Regions from separate parts of the Anser cygnoides genome. Here region 1 is linked to region 2. Evidence: chromatin contacts called from public Hi-C data. All regions are on one chromosome and are shown on one strand. Each heading gives the region's core, a stretch centred on a gene start, on an enhancer-like site or on the middle of the called end of the contact. The rest is flanking DNA. Distances are from core to core; before and after follow the strand shown.

Region 1 (7,290 bases), core at 4,043-6,542, 33 kb after region 2:
ATCCGCAGAGCAGCGGGGTGGTAGCTGTGCAGGCAGCGTCAGCGCCGATGTAGTGAGACATCCTTGAGGGATAAGAGGGTATCTTGCTCTCTCGGTGCCTGTGCTCGGTCCTTAATTAGTGACTGGGAGTCGAAGGGCCGTGGTGTGGTTTTTATTTGTTGTTACCCGGTAGGAAATGACTCGTGGGCCCCCAGTTACTCAGTGCCCAGGCTTGTTTGTAATTATCGAGTGGGCTGGCTACGAGGTGCAGCCTTCTCGCTCCCTTTAGCACTGGTGTTAGTGCGAGGCCGTTCCATTCCCCTCGCCTGCCAAATCCGAGCACCGGTGTCGGAGACGGGTGGGCTCGGTCCCAGGGATCCTCCCTTCCCTCCACCCCGCAGAAAAGGGAAGTAACCGCTGCGTTTGTAGTGGTAGATAGGGTGCCTCAGCACGGTTCCTCCCTCTTCCTGACCTCGCCGGCGGGGCAGCAGCTGCAGACAGACAGACGTGGTGTCTCACATGCGTTGTACAAACAGCCCCTTGCAGCTCAAAACTTGCACGGGGCGCTTGGAGGCCAAAACCAGGGTGCTGTGTGAAATAGGTCATGGTGTGCTCCTGTAAGCAAGGTGGCATCAGCAGGTGCCTTTCCCCCTTTGCCTCCAGCCTGGCAGACCCCCTTCTGCCTCAAACATTTCATCTCCTTAGTGCCTGGTAGCAAAATAAAAATACAGGGCTTCTGCCAGGTGGGTTCTTCAAGGAATCCATTTATTGCTGAAAGTCAAAGCTTCTCTTCCTGGTGTTAGAGGGAATGCATTTTTTTTCCGAGGGTTAATAAGAATGTAAGTGCCACCTCTGCTTGATGCTATGCAAATGCTGTTACTCATTGCTTATGCAAGCCCTTAATGCTGGTAACAGCAGCCATGTAAGAAGGCTTCCTTGCAGAGAGTGGATTTGTTATTCAGATGCAGATGTTTTATAAAGGGGGGGGGACCTCCTACAAGAGAATTTCAACTAAGAAATGCGAGGGCAACATTTTGAGATATAACTTGTACGATTCAGCACTCTGTGTTAACGTGAGATGAAATTGCTATCCAACCTGTCAGTTAAGCTCACAAAACAGATTAGTTTTACTCTGAAAAAGATTGACCATTTACACGGTGACTTTATTTTTAATAACATTTTTTTCTGAGATTCCAGATAAAATGTTTTCCATTAGTAACCGCTGGGTCTGGCAAACTGAAAAAGGATCTGAAAATTAAAAGTTCTGCTGGTTTGGCCTTCTCCTCTGATAAAGTCACATCACAGCTGCTGCAGGAGATGTGTGCCTTGTTGCATCTTCTGACACAGTGGAATATGCTAAAAGAAGAGTAAAGGTGGTCTCTTCTGGGGGCTAGGGCACAACTGTTGCCCCGAGCAGGGCTGTTGCTTACCTTACGCTTTGTTTTTGCATGCGGATTACTTGCCTTCACTAGGTCTTACGTTAAAATAGCAGATATATTTGTGACACTGTCTTCCCTCCCTCTTCCTTCCTCCTTCTCCAAAAAGCCTCAAGCCACCAACTACGCGTTCTCCTCGTACAGCAGAAGGTTAAGAGCAGGCATGCTGCTTCGTGCGCAAGGAGGTTTTGGCAGCGTGGTGATGAGCAGTTAAAGAACTCGTGGAGAAGAGACTTGGAATTGCTTTCCTAATTTTATTGTAACCTCTGAGACAGACAGGAGTAAAACGTGGTGCTGCTAGGACTTTTCTTAAGAAAGCAGGAAGGTTTCTTGGTACTTGGATAGAAGAGGCTTACTAATGCAGATGCTGATTTGATATCTCTAGAGTTGAATGAAACGTTCTTATGGGGTAGTCTTAAGGTTATAAATAGTTCCAAGGAAAAATAGCTTGTTTACTAGAATTGTAACAATTCTTTGATTTCCTTGGGAAAAAACCTGTTGTGTCAACTCTTCTGGCTACTTTTATGCCAGTACTTCACAAGATAATGCTTTTTCTAAGCTATACTTTATCAGGCAAGTGTGTTTTTTCTTCTCTCCAGCTAATCTGTCATAAGATGCATATCTTCACTTTCATTGTCTGATCTCCTTGTACTGGGGGGGGGGGGTCAGCAAATCTGCCAACCAGTATTTGTCCTGTGGCAATCATTGTCAGTTGAGCATCTTGCTTGACTTTATTGTAGCAGGTGTGCTGTAAATGAGTACTTGAACTGTGGTCCCAATGCAACAACTCCATGATTTCTGGCGCCTCAGATAAGAGAACCTCTGAGACAAGAGGACAAGTTGTCCAGGCAGTTGCATCAGACTACTGCAATAATGTCGACATAGTTGCAGATTGCCATGCCATGGCTTGTCTTCTCACGTCCCTGCAGCAAGTAGTGTTAGTCACTATTGCATTGCTAAAAGTTACCAGTGACAACATTTCTTTCTTTCCAGGTGCTTCTGCTAGGCTCTGATCTGAGTGTGAATTTGCTGATTTTTCTCTCCCTGTTAAAGTCTGTTGTCTGTTTGCTGCAGGCGGTTTCCTAGATCTGTTGTCTGACTCTTCTCCTGCTGCCAAACGCTGTGGACTTTCTGTTTCGCTGCCATTAATGCCAAGTGCTCTCATCACAGCTTCTGCCTCTGAAACAGACGGTTTCTCTCGCGCTTGCTCTCTACCTCATTGACTTTCAGTCTCATTTCAGATCTCATCTGAAAACCTCTTCTCCCTTGCCTGTTTCTTGTAATTAATCTTTCTATTATTTAGTTGCATATTTTACTGTTACAGTTTAAATTATGCAGCTATTTTTCATGATGCCTTTCAGACAGCTTCCAGCAGCATGGGATTGAATAGTAGCTCATCTCCTAAAACTGCAGTTACTGAAGGCGTTTATATACGCTTCTCTTTTAGATTATTGGCATGAAGTTTGGACTAAAGCTTTGGCTCTGAAGTGGTCTGTAGCCACCTGGGGATGTGAGGATGAGTAGGGTACAGAGAAACAGAAGGCAGCTCAGGAGATGCTGTGAGCACTGAGACTTAATGTGATTCTGTCTTACTAGGAAACCTCTTAGGGGGCCTCTCAAATATATACAGCCAGGCCTTTCATTTGTAAGAAATCTGTCTTGTTTAGGAAGCTGGTCCCTTTGTTATTGTGAGACCGAAGGGTAGAGAGGACTAAAACCTTTCTGGTTGGAGGCTTTGGATCCTGTAACACCGAGGGAAAGCTGGTGATGTCGGGGGTGGTATTCTTTTAGCACACATTAGTAGGTTTGTATTGATAAAGCGGGGTTGGACCTAATCCTGAAGGGTTTTTATAAAAAGGATTACAGCCTTCAGGGTTCCCCCGTGAGTCCTTGTGGCGAGTGGCTTGGATGATGCTTCAACCAAGGTCCAGGGAGTATCAGACTAACAAATAGAGGTATGATGGATCAATGCACTTACGTTGGCAAGATCCTTGGAGACCTGGCTGGAAATCGGCTTTTGATTTTTCTGGCTGACTTGCAGGATTTCTAAATCTCTGGGAGGAGCTATTGTTTCTGTGATGCAAACTCCTGGCTTCAGCTGCATTAGATAAAAATGTGTGTCTGGTTTGGAAGTGCTTGGCTCTGGAAGGGCTCTCTGAAATACCGTGGGTGTGTTTCCTGCTGCAGCATACCGTATGTTCTCGCAGCACTGAAATGATCTGGTTGCTGCAGTAGTCCTGAGACTTGTCTGGGAGCATTGCAAGAACATGCTGTTTTAAATGGCAACAGATTTTTTTTTCCTATCTAATTCTTAAGACGTCTTTCGCTTCGAGTGTTGGGGAAAACTGTTGTTGCCATAGCTGTAATTGAAGCTTGGGCTCGTACAATGCCTCTTACTTGGTGAGAAGTCTTGTGTTGTTTGAAAAGTGGCTGTGTCATTTCTAGACGTGTATTACATTCCTCTTTGGCAGTCTGTCTTTTAAACTGCTGGAGAAGAATAGCAATCAATGGAAAGCTTTCTGGCGCACGGTCCCTCTTGGAAACCTCCTGCCCATGAACAAGACCTGTAGAATCGGCTCCTGTCAATACGACGCGGTGAATATTGACTGCTCAGAGACTGAGAGAGGTATCTGTTGCGACTGAGAGAGAGGCTCGATAACTGGGGAGCGCTGAGCCAAGTAAACCAGTTGCTGCTCCTCTGCCGGGGAGAGAAAAGTTGCTGGTTTTGGTCCTGAATGGGGAAGGCGGGGAAGCTCGAGCACGTTGTGGAGAAGGCTTAAGAGTTGATAAAGAACAATCTGTGGTGAATAATAAATAAAAAATAGGAATGGTTGGAAGGGGCTTGAGCAGCTCTGCAAGTTTCTGACAGGAATAAGGCACAGGAGGAATAGAGGAGCACATGTAACCCTCTGGTGTGGGCCCCTGCTCAGCCGCTCCATCTTGCGAGCTGCGACATGGCAGACAGCATTAAAAGCAAATAGCCCTACTAGTTGCTTGCTGCCTACCTCAGACAGCTAGAAAGGTAGCTTTGCTTTTAATCTGGATGACTTTAAGGGGTTACTTCCCCACCGGTGGGAGTGGGGGAGCGTGAACTGAAGCAGGTACGTGGTGGCTGTACGACATCCCGCTAGGCCCGGGGGACTGCGTGTGGGGAAGGCCGTGAGTCACGCTCGGCAGTCTCAGGAAGCAGGAGGCTTTTTAAAGTCGGCCTTGGAGGGGAAGAGGTGTTTAATGGAGCAGTTACGAAGGAGTTATGCAAATAGAGGGCATAAATAATGAGCAGGAGATACTCATTTAGCTTCTTGCCTCCTCAGAAAATGACTAAATGCAAACTAACTGCTGCGAAAGTTAAGAAAAATGCACCATTAAGTGTAATGGGTGCAAAAATGTGGCAGTTCAGATTGATAAGAAAATTCTCCTATTGTGGTTAGGAAAACATGCTTTCTGGTTGTTGAACAGAAAAGTGTTTTTCAGTTTCCTTTCGAGATTGACAAGGTGGGAAGCTGAAAAGCAGTTTTTCTTCTAAGAGCTAACCGGCTCTTAGGTTGGGAGGGGAGGTGGTAAAAGGAGCAGTCTCCAGCTTTGCTGTAGGTGTATCTTAGCTTTGGTTTGGACTTATCTTCTGTGTTTAAGCTGTAGTTTTATAAAAGTCTTTCTTCTTCTATCCCCCTACTTATGCAGCATTTTATTTGCATGTAAATACTGTAAATTCTTAGGTAAACTTGAGTGCGTGTTTATAGCGCACAACTTTTTTTTTGCTGCTTACTGTTTTAAATTAACCAGTTTCAAACAGGGCTTACGAAATGTAATTGTCTCAGCCCTGGCCTTGCTTGCGTTTGCTCAGATCATAGCTAGCTGCCAGGAGATAAGATCCCTGCTAAGCCTTGCCAGCAGATCTGAGAGGCACAGAACTTGCTTGGAGTGCTTCCTCCTCAGGTCACGGCAGGGTGGCTGTGGCCGATGTTCCTCTTGTGGAAGGACTGCTGCTCGCTACACAGCTCCTTGGCGCTGGTAACGAGGCTGCTCATCCGTCAAGCTGATCACAGGCTAGGTAGTAGTGAGAAGGCCTCGTGGCTCTGCCTACCACAGGCCGTGAAACAAAACGGTCCTGGGGTTGTGATACTGCTGTGGGGGGACTGGGAGCCGTGGGGATGGGACGCTTCTCCTGCATCTGGCTGCGTGGAAGTGCGAGCTCTGCTGTCTGTCTGGCCGTCTGCACCTTCTGCAGCAGCCTCAAGCAGCTGCCCTCCGCATCGTGTGTGAAGGCGTTGTCTTAAAAAAAAATAGTGTGAAGCCTCTATGACTTCAGCATGGATTCAAAAACTGTGCTATAGTTGCATCTGCCAGAGGCATTGCAGCTGTATCTGTAGGAAAACTTCCTTTCTTGAGTACTCCTGTGTTAACTAGCACCACGGCACTGTTCTTTCCAATTTGGACTTGAAACAAAAACCCTCCCATATGCGTGTGTGTGTGTATATATATATATATACACACACACACACACCTCGCCTGATGTTGATATTTTATTTCCTATTGAAGAGCTTACTTTCTAAGCTCTTTTTGTTGTTTTTTCTAATTTTTATATGTTGCTGAATGTGAAGATTACCACGTTCACTTTTATTTTGTAGTTACGTGCTGGCCTATTCACTTTGTTCTTGGGAAAGAAATAGTGGTATACAACTGACTCTCCATTCCTCTCCCTCTCCTCCTCTCTATTCTCCTGAGCCATCTGTTTTGTTCTGTTGTGTTTTTTTTGACAAGTTAAATTCCTGCTTGCTGCAATTGAAACAACCCAGTGTTCAAATGAGCTTATATGTGTAAGGTTTTGGAATGCTGTTGCTAACCATAGACTCAAATTTTAGTATTATAGGAAATAATTCCTCAAATAGAGGCTGGATGTAACGTGCTTACAAGTGCTGTCAGATAAAAAGTGTACAGTCAGGCCCAGGCTGCACAGAAGCCTAAGGAATATTAACAGCTGTTTGTGTTTCTTTTATTTCCCCTTGCGCATGTAAGTTGTGCATGCTAAATAAAAATTTAAAAAATCAGTCCTTGTATTGCAGTCCATTTCTTTATTACCCTGAGATCACTGCATGCTATGAGTGTATGTGTTATGCTGGGAAGCAAGCTACTGCAAAACTGGGAGGATCCGCTGGTTTGTGGTCTAAGGATGTTGTATCAGTGCTGAGATGTGCAAGCCCTCGGATGGCTTCCTGCTGGAGAGAGTATACCGATTTCTCAAAATGCTAAGTGATAAGCAGCAGCTCTGTGCTATGTGGACTCGCTTCTGTAGTGCCATAACCAAGAGGTATCTCTTCAGTAAAGAGCCCCTTAGATCTGAGAGTCATTGTTACCGCTTTCAGATTTCTTTCCAACCCCCAAAATGTGTTGAATCTCTTGGTTTTGGGCATGCTCCTAATCTCTCTGAGAGAGAAGAGATGTAGAAGTGTCTCGGGAGGAGAAAGGAGGTGTCTGAACTTAAACACAAAAACATCTGTAGGCCACAAGCACAGCTGAATGTTGACCATGGTTAGAGAGATGCCTGCTATTTTTAATATCTTCTCAGACTGAAAAAGACCTAAATGAGCATGTAGTACTACAAAGTATGCGAAGAGAACTTGACCCTGTAATGGTCATTGCTTTCTTCTTTGTTTCAAAAATACCGTGATGGCTGTAGGCTGCCTTAGCAGCAGCTGCCCAGACTTTACAGTTACGGAGGCTGTTTTTCAGCGACTTTCTGCAACATGCCAGCTCTTCCTGAAGTAGGGGCATTTTTCACAGCCAGTATTTGAAGGCCTGGCTGACTCCTGGCTCTGTTTTGGCATGCTGGGATTCTTCCTGGAGTTGAGCAGGGCAGAGCATAGCTTTGAGCCAC
Region 2 (7,614 bases), core at 4,268-6,767:
ATAAACTGTTTCGTAGTGCACTCTCATATGTGAATTTGTTTAAAGTAACTGTTCTTCACATTCTAAAGAGATGTCAGTATACTTTTAATAAGTTGGAGCAATTCCTAGTATCTTGTTTAACAGCAGCTGTGCAGTAAGAGCTTTGTAACTGATAGCTTTTAGGTAGCAAAAAAATAAAAACAAACCCTCAGAAACAAAATTGGTTGCTTATGTATATTAGCCACTCTGCACAACATACAAATTTTAAAATTGTAAATACAAAATAAGTTACTATGCATCCTGAATTACTGTTTTCTTTGGATGTCAGACAAATCATAAGAAGATCCTTTTTTCAAATTAAAAACACTGTAAGTTAATGTTTTATGCTAAGGTACTTCTCATTAATATGGTAATATTAATATTAAATATTAATACAATAATGAGGTTAAATATTATATGGTGCTATTTATATTTATTTATTAATATCATTTTATTAATATTAAAACAAGTTGAGATGTAAATAAATTTGTCTAAACAGTATTTTGCAACATAAACTTTCAGAAACGTGACTTGGAAGAGATATTTGCCTTAAACTGTACCTGAGCTCAGATTCATCTTCGCAAGGCCTAAGACAAGTTAGGTCATTGCCTACCAACACCTGGAAATCTCACCCAGACCCTTCTCAACAGCTGCAATTTTCAATGCTACCACATGAGGGGAGGGAACAAGTCTACAATAACGTTCAACTTGCAAATGCGTCGGCTGATACATGCATAGCTCTAACTTAAGAGCTAGGGTTATACTCCAAGGTGGTGGAGAGGGGAGAAATATCAATCACACCCTTACACACAGCTCTGTTACATCAAGATACAAACGTCACCTGTGCAGCAACAGCCAAACGCCCACAGCACCACCACAGAGATTAGTGCAGTATGTGCTGATAGAACAACCCAGCGGATCCGTGTGAAATGCACTCCTATTGACATTTCAAGTAGAACCAACTGGGTCGGAAAAGCTGAAGCTAGGATTTCAAATGCGAGGGCTGAAGCTGCAGTAATGCAGAGTAAACAGCTCCCCAGTTTCAAAGCTGTGTGAGGCAAGAAGTCATTTGCTCTCCAATCTTTGCACGTAATCCGTACAGAGGCAGAATATTTGTGCTTCATTAGGGTCAAGTAAGCAGACTTCCTCACAGGAGACTTAACTAAGCCTTTTTTGGAACACACTGCACAACTTCATTTAATTTTAGCATCCTGATGGAACTAACTACTGCACTGAAATGAGCGGGTACTCTACTGAAATATTAATACATTTTGAAACTGAGATTTGAAAGGGAGAGACAAATCTTATGGTCTGCATTCAAAACAAGTTACAATTTGGTGGGGATTTAAAAAAAAAAAACATGAACATTTGGCCTCTTGCGTTTTTTGGATTATTTTTTTTTTAATTTTAAAGCATAAACAGTAGTGTCAGCAGGAACAGAATAAACAAAATTACAGACAAAACAAAGTAGTTGAATTCCAGCTCTTCACCAAGTAAAGGTTTTTTACTGTACCAATCATTAAACATGTTAAGTATTCAAGTAAACTTTTAGGAATGTTAAGATAATGGCCTAGGAGAAAAGCAAGCGTATTCAGGGTACAAGTTAGATTTTCCTCTCCTTGATGCTAACCTCATTATAATAAGTTACAGATATACCTTCATCCAGAAGGACAGAAAAAATAATCTTTAAACTGGGCAGGCTACTTAAAAGAGCTAGTGCAAAGGACTGCAGTGAGAAGGGTTAGATAATAAAAGAAAAGAAACCTTAATTCTGAACATTTACTTTAGTTAATGCTTTAATACAGGCTTAATAAAGTAACTATGGATGTTTAGTTACAAGTTACGCATCTATTTTAGACAAGTTACGCATCTATTCAAACAAAACAAATCACTCAATTATAAGTGCCAGCCGCAAAATGTAATATACAAGAAATATTTTCACCACATGAAAAGAAAACTCAGGCTGCTGAGTTATTCCTGAAAAAAAGTCAAAGACAATTAAGTTTACATATTTGATTATCATCTCATCTCTCCAGTCATGAGAGTGACGTTCTTGTTGACAAATTACTTTTGGAGTCTTCCCACCCCAACACCTCCCCACCCCCAAGATAAGGACCCCTTACCTCTCTCAGCTTGGAGAACTGAGGCAGTCTTCAGTAAATCCAGCTTATCTTTTGTTGCACATTAAATTCCTCTGTTTTCTCCACAGCCCCCTTTTACCATGTTTTCAGTACTTCTTTAGATCTATCATTTATGCTTCAGATCAACTAGAACTCATGGTTTTCTAAAAACATGCCAAATTCAATAGGAATTGAATTGGAGGAAACTACATAAATTTTATTTGCCCAACAGGCCAAACAGCATAGCACTGAAGTGTAACAGCTCCTATAGAGAATAATTCTTTTGGAGCTCTGACAGTATTCAGTGAGAATCTCCTCACATTCCCAAGTGTATTTCATGGAACATTTGTTCTATGAGATACCTTCTATTCATTAATTTATTTACCTTTTTCATTTCTTCAACGTAGGCTATCATGGCTTCTTCTTTGGACATGTCTCCCAGAGCACTCCAAGCATCCCTAAGAAACAAAGTCACACACATCTTCAGAATCTGCAAGGCCCATGGGATTTTTTTCAGCCCAGCCCTAAGTAGGTCAGTTATATAATACGTGAAGTTTCGCTAATACAAATAAAAGGCAACAACAATTTGCAACTTTTTAGAAAGTCCAAATATATAATTTGCTACAATAATTAAACAGTGGGACATCAATAAAGAAGCAACAAAATGAACAGCCTGGGGACTAAACAGTTCCTCACTGGTCAACTATGATCTTGTACCCAGTAAGCTGTTTACAAGCCCAGACATTATGAAAGACACATATTTCCCTTCTGATTGACTTAAGGCCCTCTACTACAAAGTAAAGCAGGCCTAAATATTTAGTGACAGCTGTTTGTAAAGTGCCAGCTAAGTTATAACAGGATACAAGAAAAATGGTTAGCAGCAGGGGAAAGATGCACGTGTCTAATAGGCAAGTAGTTTAATTGCTGCCCCCAGTTACCACCATTGCTACCCATGACCTAGAAAATACCCATCTCTCCAGTTTTGCAAGACAAAAAACTCCAATGAAAGTTTTTTTTTTTTTTTAGCATTGCAGAAAGAATCTGTCAAAATACAGGCTGGAATAAAACATTCCCTTACCCACTCTTGCACTTGATTTGACACTGCCCCTACCTCTTGCCAGAGTATTTGTCCCACTTACAGCAATACCCCAAGGCTGGTGGCTCACATTTGAACTACAAACAGCCGACCATATAGACAGCAGTAATACTCGCTCTTCAGGACAAAATGATTATAAAAACTTAATAAGAAAAGTCTTGATATGGGTTTTCAAACAGATCTCAGTAGTCTCACAAATCAGAAGTCTTCCCAGCACAAGGAGAATACTGACAGTGGTAAGTTCTGCCATCGGGCAGACAAACCAGAAAGACACACACTAGACCTCTCTTCAAGAGCTTGAAGCTGTATTCATCATGTCTTTCAATGAGCACCTATTTACTTCTTGTGTTATCTTGTATGATGTGAGCATTAAGGAAGAATTCCAGACACTATTCCACATCACACACCCTGCAGAGCACCTACAGTTTTGTTCTGTGGTGTGGGATAAACACTGCAAAGATACCATGATAGTGTCTGTCCAAAAAAATAAATCACCTGAGCTAGAAAGTTGGAGCACAAGGAAGAAAATAAATTGAAGCATCAAAGATTAAGAAAAAGAAATAAACTCACTAATATCTTCCTCCAACAACCACTCTTCTAAACATCTCCACTCAAAGCATAAAAAAAAAAAAAAAACATGAAAAGTTACCATTTATATCTACCAATTGGATCCCAAAATCCAGGTCTTGGAATGTTACAGGGTCCTTGTGTTGCCTGCTTATAAAAGCTATAGAACTTCAGCATCATTTCGTTTGTTGGCTGGAATGAACCTAGTGAAAGCATTTTAAAATACAATTAAATCGTAGTCAAGATTATTAACAAGTATCTCACAAGGTTAGTATTTCTGCCTGAAGATAGCCTGCAGTTTGTTACAGCCTGATTCACAGCAGTACAGTTGGAGTCAGGGAAAAACACCTTCAGCTAGCTGGAGTCAGCCCCACTGACAATATTTACTTTACAGAGAGCACACGCTTCAGATCAAATTGAAGGGACTATAACCTTTACAACTGCTAACGTCAGAATCCACAATTAGCAAAAGAGTAATAAGTAACAAAGAGCAAGCCTCCTTTCACTTAGTTTAAAGGGACAGATTCAGCTTGGAGTAAACACAGTATGTCACAAGCCATTTTGATGTTACAAGCAGTAACTTACTGAAAGGCTACAGAATTTAAAAAAAGGCACTTTTTAGTTGTTTATTTCGATATTTGACAGGACTTTCAATAACAGTTTGACTGTTCCTCCTGGTTTTGTTTTCTCTCCTTCGTGAAGCAAACACTTGTAGAGACAGGAAATGTAAACACAGAGCTGCAATAATTGGCAGAGGAGATTCACACCTACTCCGCTGGGTTAATTATTTCGAGGTTGGATTCCAGTCATTAGGGGCTGCTTACAGTGACCTTTATCTTGGTACCCCAACAAACCCGGTTTTACAGAAATACTTATTTTACAGAAATAAGTAATGATGCAATTAGTGATTTATTTTTTTTTTTAGAATTATTAATGAAAGGATAAGAGCTGGTTCTTCACTCTACCGCTTCACTAACTTTGAACAGGGGGAACTGATGACAACCCCGAAGCCGTCAAAGCAACTTTAGGATTTAAGCAGGCGAAGGCCCCTCCCGCAGGGAGCTGAGGACCCCTCCTTCAGGAGGAACTTTTGGGGCGAGCTCGGGAGCCCCAAACCCGCGTTTCTCCAGGCAGGGGGGGAGCGATAAGAGCAGGGCCACCTCCTGCTGACCCCCAGCGCCCCGTCCCGTCCCCCCCGGTGCCAGCGAGGCCCCGGCCGCCCCCAGGCCGCTCTCACCGTTTTTGGGCAGGCTCTGGATCACCTTCACGGCCGCCTCGAACCTGGTGGCGTGCACCGAGCCGGTCTCCGCCATCTCCCCGTCCCGTTCCCGACCGCCTGCCTCCTCCTCCTGCTGCTGCTGCCGCTGCTCAGCCTCCTTCGCCGGGCCGCCTGCAGCACGGGAGAGGGGCAGGGAGGCTCCGGGCCCTGCGCCGCCACCCCACCGCCCCCCGGCGGCAGCGGGACGGGGTGCCCGGCCCGGCCCGGCCCGGCCCGGCCCGGCCCTCCCCTGCCCCGCTCCCCTCGGTCTGGGCGCAGCTCAGCCCACCCGCGGCCCGGCCCAGCCTGGCCCCGCAGCCCACCCCTACCTCCCTGCCGGCCTCAGGCGCCCATGTTACGCCTTCCCCTCCCTTCGCACCGCCCCGAGGCCTCCAGGGGGCTCGCTGGGAAACGTAGTCCGCGGCCTCCCCGCTCCCTGCTCGGCCCTTTCCTTCCTCCTCACGCCGGGGCTGAGGATCAGCGCCCGGGCGGCCTCCGAGGGATGCCTCCGGCGGAGCCCCGGGGCCTGAGGCGTTGGGTCTTAGCCTAGTTGAAGGGCTGCCCCTCAGGAGACTGTTTTCTCCTTTATTTTTACCTCAATTAGGTTTATTTTTCACTCGTTTCTTTATCCTCTCTTCCTACCCTTTCTCTTCCTTGCTTGTTACATTATACTAAGATTTCAAAAGGTGCCATGCCCCTGTTGTACAGCACTGACCCAGTACCCAGTATCGTCCCCAGTATCTTCAGGAGATTCCTGAAGATAGGAATTGCAAACAGGATTCCCCACCGCCGTGGCACTGCTTTGCTGCGTCCCCCCTCTCCTCACAGCTGCCCTCTCACCCACACCTGCTCCCACATAATCCACCTAAGTGTGAATTCACTCTAGCCACATATTTATTGTTATTATTTAATAGCAGTAATGACTCCTATTTACATTAAAATTTTAGGAATGGGATTTTAAAAACCTAGAACCCTGGAAATAACTATTGCCATGGCATTCAGAGATGAGGGTGAATGCCATTTCAGCGCTCAGTAGCTAAATAAATGAATGGCCTCATTCAGAAGTGCTGTGCATCCAGCGCATGAAATCAGACAAAAGTATGCTAAAACTACTTTGTAGCAAGTGGAATAATTTACCCAGTGAGCCTCAGGATGAATTAATAGCCCCTTTAGATGGAATTGAGTACAAAATCTTGGCATTCAAGTCAGTTCATTTATCTGGTACACAACATATATTTTAAATTCCTCTTAAGGCAGTTGTGTACTCACAGTATATGCCCTCTGGTGGGAAAGAAAAGCTCCACAGAGAGGGAATTACAGCAGATCAGACTGTGCTCTGCTGAGCTAGTGCATTCCACAAGGTCAGCAGCCAGCTGGCCCGGGAGAGCTTTACTGGCGAGAAGCTTACGCTTCCAGAGGTGTTCAAATAGGATTCCCCACACTGGGTAAATGACAAACCCATGTTATGAACATCGCCGCAGCACTCATATGAATGTTACAGATGAATTTCCCTGAATTTTTCAAGTGCTAGATTTCTGAAGCCCTTGTGAGCTTTATACTAAGATCCATCTTCTTTATATCCATGAAGGTAGGAATGACAGAAGCTCAGATCAAAGGGAAGTGTTTGTTTGAAGATAAGTGGGTCCCTGTATAAATATGGATTTTTTGAAAATGCAAAGAGTTAATTGCAAAATAAATAAATAAATAAATACATGGCCTCTTGTGAGGCCAGCTGGTGTATAAATTCTATTTACCTAAGAAAATCTATAATGACATTTGCCATTTAATTGTTTTAAGAGAGATGAAGTCTGCATTTTTATAACGAATGTTCCCAGTCTTTCACTGGAAGTAAGCTTTAAAAGAGATGCAAATGACAACCTATTTAATGGCTGTGTGCAAAAACAGAAGCTGCCATCTTTGCACCGAAGATGTGTGAGAGTGTGAGATCTGCAGATCTAGAATGAGGCACTTGAAAATGAAGTAACCCAAAATAATCAGTACCATCACGCTCTGAGACAAGGATGAAATAGTAAATGAGAGGCAAATTATAAGCGCTGGTGAGCCTGCGAGAATATATCACAAACGACTAGTTAATTTAAATGCTCATACATAATACTAATCAGCATGCCATTAGCTGTCCTTATATATGCATATTGCATTCTCATTGTATTGACTTCCATGTAGGGTTAATACAGGTAATAAAGGAGAGCCTCTCATCTCTTGCAGACAGCGAGGAACAAATCTGGAACTTTTTCTTGGGCCAAGGATCTAGACTCCATTATTGTGGGAACAGCATTATAAGATGTTCCTCTGTTGTCTGCTGGGTACTTATTGGGAATGACCTAAAGTTTGTAAGATCTACTTATAATCTATGTGTTGAAGTGGATTGTGTTTCTGTCACTCTGCAAAAGTGGCCTCCAAAACAGTCATAAGTATGACCATCTTTTTTTTTTTAATTATTATTTTTTATTTTTGATCCAGTATATGAGAAGCTAAACGCTGGGAACTGTGATAGAAAGACTGACCAGAGATGCCCATCATTTGAGGTGTGAGAG

What was found. A called contact is a pair of places that touch in the nucleus more often than the background predicts.
Region 1: a contact with region 2 is called in a Hi-C map of liver, with 4 times the contacts expected there. The contact joins the enhancer-like site here to the promoter of ACBD5 in region 2. A contact is called at or near these places in 2 of 7 Hi-C or Micro-C datasets (both in liver).

The regions. Positions count from the first base shown.
Region 1 is chr2:17,894,384-17,901,673 of Taihu_goose_T2T_genome, forward strand. All of the region lies in intron 1 of ABI1 (abl interactor 1), which reads left to right. Among named protein-coding and RNA genes, the nearest start is that of ABI1, 10 kb to the left of the region's middle. Within about 2 kb of position 5,293, at least 2 of the 3 cell types and tissues checked have open chromatin away from gene starts, as enhancers often do. A contact at or near this core is called in liver, where this site is marked.
Region 2 is chr2:17,861,366-17,868,979 of Taihu_goose_T2T_genome, forward strand. ACBD5 (acyl-CoA binding domain containing 5) reads right to left here and starts at 5,518. Exons shown (of 14, transcript XM_048048473.2): 1 at 5,389-5,518; 2 at 5,039-5,191; 3 at 3,884-4,004; 4 at 2,524-2,596. The coding sequence starts at 5,114.